Linked DNA regions of Mus musculus: region 2 is linked to region 1. Evidence: chromatin contacts called from public promoter capture Hi-C data. All regions are on one chromosome and are shown on one strand. Each heading gives the region's core, a stretch centred on a gene start, on an enhancer-like site or on the middle of the called end of the contact. The rest is flanking DNA. Distances are from core to core; before and after follow the strand shown. Region 1 has its middle 43 kb from the start of Gm51629. Region 2 has its middle 21 kb from the start of Gm51629.

The links. Capture Hi-C pulls out chosen DNA fragments and counts their contacts.
Region 2: a contact with region 1 is called in a promoter capture Hi-C map of pancreatic islet. The contact joins two enhancer-like sites. A contact is called at or near these places in 1 of 484 Hi-C or Micro-C datasets (cortical neurons) and 1 of 9 other capture datasets (pancreatic islet).

The regions. Positions count from the first base shown.
Region 1 is chr1:66,185,984-66,188,683 of GRCm38.p6, reverse strand. It overlaps a transcript of Map2 not described here. Among named protein-coding and RNA genes, the nearest start is that of Gm51629, 43 kb to the left of the region's middle. Within about 2 kb of position 1,438, at least 44 of the 459 cell types and tissues checked have an H3K27ac peak or open chromatin away from gene starts, as enhancers often do. A contact at or near this core is called in pancreatic islet, where this site is marked.
Region 2 is chr1:66,250,609-66,253,598 of GRCm38.p6, reverse strand. It overlaps a transcript of Map2 not described here. Among named protein-coding and RNA genes, the nearest start is that of Gm51629, 21 kb to the right of the region's middle. Within about 2 kb of position 1,403, at least 26 of the 459 cell types and tissues checked have an H3K27ac peak or open chromatin away from gene starts, as enhancers often do. A contact at or near this core is called in pancreatic islet, where this site is marked.

The sequences.
Region 1 (2,700 bases), core at 189-2,688:
ATTCTCTAACAGAAAAAGAATGTAATGTATATTGTATTCATTTAAAATATTATGTTAGATAAGTGACTACTCCAATCTTCACCATTGGTTTCTGAGTTTTGAAATTTTATTCCTCTCTTGTGATTTAACATATTAGTGAATAAGATACAAATCTTGCTACAGGGATTTAGAAGGTATAATTAAATCTCTGAACGCTGTGAAAGATTTTCAAAAATAATCTTCTTTTACAACCTCAAAAACGTGATTGCTGCAAGTTAAATACAAGTCAAGCTGTGGTCTAGGCTACTCAGGAGGTTTGGCATCTGCCTTCTGCTTCACTTTGCTGTTTCATTAGGTACCAGGTTCATCAGACTCCTATTATTTTTCTTCTGTATGGTTCTCAGCTATGCCAGGCTTCTGCCTGTGTTGATGTTACTCCCTGTGTTTGAACACTCACCCACTTCCATAGCTTGGTATTTATTAATCTTGCAAACAAAGGCAGTGCATCCCACTGAAACCAAGCTCTTGACACGCGCGCACACACACACACACACACACACATATATGTTTATATATATATATATATATATATATATATATATATATATGTATATGTATATATGTATATATATTTGTCTCTGGGCATTCATTTTTGTTTTATTTGCTAACTTTGTGTCTTCCTGATAAAACATTGCCTCTTTGAGGGCAGGAATTTGAATGGCTTCTCCTGAAATTCTTCACACTCAGAAAAGTCCCTGCTCTACCTTTAGGATCTGAAGCCCTCATTTAGTAAATGAGTACACTGATGAATAATTGCATGTGAGGTAAGAACTATTGAGGCCACACCAGCTTTTCAGTCAAGTGGCAAAGGAAGAGTGAGTGAGCCTTCCTCTTCATATAAGTATCTCATTTACTGAAATGTACACAATCTTAACTGTTTAAAGATAAAGTTTTAGCCTCAGACTATCAAATTGAATCTGAGTGGAAGGGCAGAGAATAAGTTTCACTTTCTCTCTCAGCTTTGCCTGCTTGCAACAGTTAAGATGGTTCCCCTGTAAATGGCTTCCAATAAAGACACTTCTGAGAAAAACATGCTCAGAATTTGCCATCTGTGTACACGTAAAATCCTGTAAGGAATACTATCCTGTCTTCTCAGTGATAAAACAGGCACTCCCACTCTGATGGTCAAATATGTTCCTCGAGAGGATCAGGACACCCTACTCGGTACTCTGTAATAGACATTCGAATGCCTTCACTCCCCAGAGAGGGCTAGCGTTTCGGTCTTCAGCAGAGAGCATGTTTCTCTTTAAATATTTAAGCATTCTTTCTGCTTAATTTCTTTCCTCCAAGATGCACTTCATGCCTTTCAAATATTTGTCAACTGAAGACTCCACAATGCCTAAGCAGCGTGGGTGCAGGTGTAGTGCTACTGAACACAGTAACCATGGCAACGCCTAATTCCCATTTAATTTGCTATTTCCTTAGAAGAAGCAAAAACACAAGAAGGATGAAGCACTGTAGGCAGAGAAACAGGAAGGCACGCAGGAGTGGGACGGTGAGTGGGAATTAGACACAGACAGCGGCCTACAGGCTTTCTCCTTCACTTCCTTTAACTAAAAATGCCAAGGCCGGGGAAGCACAAAAACTATTTTTGAGAAAACACATTTATGGTGCTGCATATCAGAAAAAAAGTTCAACCTGGCTATTTTGGTTGGACTCTCTTTGTACATAGGACCAAGTTTAAACACAACCCCAGTGAACCTGAAGACCTCGGTGAAGATAGTTCAAGGTGATTTAAACTCCTTGGCTATCCAGGTCCCCTGAGTCTGGGCATTCCTCCCCAGAGTCTAAGCTTCTATCCTGAGATCCAAGCCACAGGAATGGCCCTGGGGCAGGAGCCTCTAACTGTTTCCTGGATCAGATTTAGTCTCTGAGCTTTCACAGGAGAAGCTGGCACACATCTAGTTGGAATGGCCCTAAAATTCCGAGTCCCTCCCACTTTTATATCCATTTGACAGTCAACTGAGTCACAAGACTGGGCAGGTACAACTGCCACCTTACTCCACCCTTAGCTCAGAAAACAGAAACATAAGTAGGTCTGGGGACACAGAGCCAGAGTGGCATGTGTCTTCTATGGCACCCCTTAAAAACAGTGAGTCTGGGCACAAATTACACAGTCTCATACCTAGTTCCAAATTAACTACCTTAGGAAAGTCACTCATTGGCTGCCTGCCTCAGCTGGCTTACTGATCCATCTTTCTCTGTCGAATACCTTTAGATTCATATATAGTTAGTAAAATCTTGACAGCCGATGCCCCTTTAGGGCACAAAAGAATTGCTTTAGGAATATACGATTTTTTGCTTCTCAATTTAAGTGATTCATTTTTTTAACAGGGTCTCATGTAGCCTCAACCTGCTCTGTTGTAAAAGTTGACTTGATCCTCTGATCCTCCTGTTTTCATCTGCTCTACCACGAGCTGTTGATGCCACGCTGGAACTCTAACTCGGGGCTTCCTGCAAGCACTTTACCAATTGAACTGTATCCCTGGCCTAGTCTGAACAATTTAAAATATTACGGACATAATATTTCCAGGCATGTAAGTACACAATCCTTTTTTAAAGGCAGTAAGTTCTCATGGTTACAAAATGCAGCAGTGCTGTTTACAATACAAATATATTAGGAAGGTCGAGGTGAAGATTGTATTTCAAAACAGGTTACTC
Region 2 (2,990 bases), core at 154-2,653, 65 kb before region 1:
TTAAGTATTAATGTGTCTTCTAAATATATACACCATACACACAGACAAATGCTACTCTCAGTCTCAATCCCAGATGCCTCTTTTTGCAGTGAATGAAGGTGAGTACACAGGTCGTTAGAAGAATATAAGAAACAAGAGGCCTGGAGAAGGGCCCTGAAATGCTATTCTCTAGGTGGAACCTAGCCATTGAAGTCATGAACTGAGAGACTGTAGTAATTTGCACTGGGCCTGAACAAGACTGGCTCTTTTCACAGTCTGTCATGGATGGAGGAATGACGTATGGGGCTTTATCCTCTACTTAGGAACCACTGACTAGTGATTCTAGGGAAAGTGGGGTCACTGTTTTCACCTGTACCTCTGCTGCTGACCCACCAAGCTCCAAGGAATAGCTCCAAACGCATGGCCACAAGTCCAGTGGGTTAAACTTGGAGGGTCATAAAAGAAACAAACCAGAATGCAAGGAAGAGATGTGTAGGCAAGGGAGTGTAAAGGAGCTAAGAGAGGGTGGGAGATGAGTAATTGTATGAAATTGTCAGCATTGATTCAATTAATAATAATCATGATAATAATAATAAAGAAATATATATATATATTTGAATGCATAGTCATTTATTTAGACTATACTAAGGAGTAAATTTTTTTAAAACAAATGCTAGGCTAAGTTAAGTATTTCAATGCTCATTCAACCCCAAAGCATGTCAAATATAAAGTAACATGATTTATAAATAGTTTTTAAATCATCCTGAGCAAATATCTACCCTACTTTTTTCTTTATTAAATAGCTAACTATCAATAGGCTTAAATCCAACAGGTTTTATTTATTTATTTAATTTCATACAGATTAAACAACAGGAAAGCCATATGCACTTGAAAAAGACAAAAAAGAAATAATAGTACCCATTCACCTGACAGAGGGAGGGTGAGGGGTGCGTGCGTGCGTGCGTGCGTGTGTGCGTGTGTGTGTGTGTGTGTGTGTGTGTGTGTGTGTGTGTGTGTTACTGGCAACAGGACAGTGACATCAGAATTGTGGCCAGAAAAAGTACTTATTTACTCTGTGCCTGCTATATATTAGGCACTTTGACTCAAAGAGTTAAATCCAGAGTTTAGAATGGAAATTCTTGGTTAATGTAAGCAAGAATGAAAGCCCAGTGTTTTCTTTACGTTACTCTTTAACAAAAAGCCCAGGCACAAATCTAGCAACACCTGGTGTTCTGCTCTTTATGAGCAGTGAAAATCCTCCTTGCCTTCGGGGCTTAGTTTATAAATTTATTTTTCATTCTGAATTCCTGTCCTACAGAAGAAAATAGAGGGGTAAATAGATTCCCAAGCCCATCTGTGTGAGGGACCTCTAAGGCTCTGTTATTACTCCAACCTCAGATGAAGCTGTTTAGAGTGGCTCCTAAAAGCCAGCTAATGAGAAAACAGAACAAAGAAAGGACATCTTAGCATTCTGCTCGTTAATTAACACGAGTGATTCACAAATGCACTTTCAACTCTGCTCTCCTTACATAATGTGTTCTGTTTGAGGAACAAATTGTGGAACTAAATGTGTTTTCCTGTTCAGAAAGTAAACCATCCTTTAAAGTATAAGCCAGCCTTTGTTTATCTTTTAAGGAACGAAAATGAGGGCACATTTATTTCACCAAAACTTAGCTAGTGAGGTGACAGAGGTAAAACATTCAATAACCAAAGTAATGTAAAACACATACTGGCGAGAACAATGGTGGTTATTAGTGAGCCATGGTGTGATGTATACAGTTCATGCTTGATCCTGCTCTTGCTCACACTCTGGGCAGAATATCCTGAACCAGCAAGCTAAAGACTCAAAAAGCCCTTACAAAAGCTTATTTAAGCTAGTTCACAATCAATATAAGCACAGCACTGACCTTAATTCTTGCCAGCAGTCACAATATAGGTTGGTTCAGATCAATATAAATCTAAAAGGAAAAGAAAAAAAAATAACACCATTAGATTAAATCAGTCAGGTAAGTCAGCCTTTCTTTGTCTAAGAAGGAAAGCCAAGGCAGGCGTTAAACAACTTGTTTATTGTGCCCTAAAATGTACTGGCTGACACAGATCGCTTTACAACACACCATGCTTGTGTAGAAGTAACTTGTAAATTCACAGTAAATTTTAGGTTTCATTTTTAAAACGTGTAATAAATGTCAAAATTAGTTCCGATTTTTGCTTTCAGCATTTTATGCATTCAAAGAATTCCTAAGCATATAGTCAAAAACATCCACCTTCGACTTGTAAGATACCACCATTTGCCCTGGATATTTTCTTAGTAATTAAATTAACTCATTTGGACCCTGCCGTATATTTTCATCAACATGATGAGATGTGATGGGTACTGGAGACAACTGTATGATATTAATGAGAAATTCAGAAATAAAGCAACTAAGACTAGTGTCCTTATAGAAATTACAACATAGAAGCTCCTTTGTTCCTTTTGCCAGGTAAGGACAGCAAGGTAGCAGCCATCTATCTACACAGAATTGAACCTCATCAGTCACTGAATTGATGACCTTGGTGTTTTCAGCATTCTAAGCTTGGGAAATAAATCTCTGTTGTTTATAAGCCACCCCATCTACAATATGTTTGTTATAACAGCCTGGACCGTCTAAGACAGATCTTTAATCTGATTTAATACCCACAGAAAGTCTGTAGATCTTTAGTCCAGGATCATCAATCAGTCCAAAGGTAGTCAAGGTCAAAGAAGGCAATTTCATTGGCAATTTATCAGTCTTCTCATTGGTCCCCTGTGCATAAGCCTGGCCATTATTAAAATATGCTGAGATGAAAATTTGTGGTAAAGCACATGGTCGGAGGACAGGAAAAAAGAAGGGGAATTTCAGGGAAGACAATTTTTCAGAGTCTGTGGTGAAAACCAGCCCGTCCTCTGGACCAGAAAAGAAAGAACTAAAGAATGGGAAAAAAATGAAATTCTCAACTTGCTTAAAAAGTATTCACAACAGTGATTCCATTTT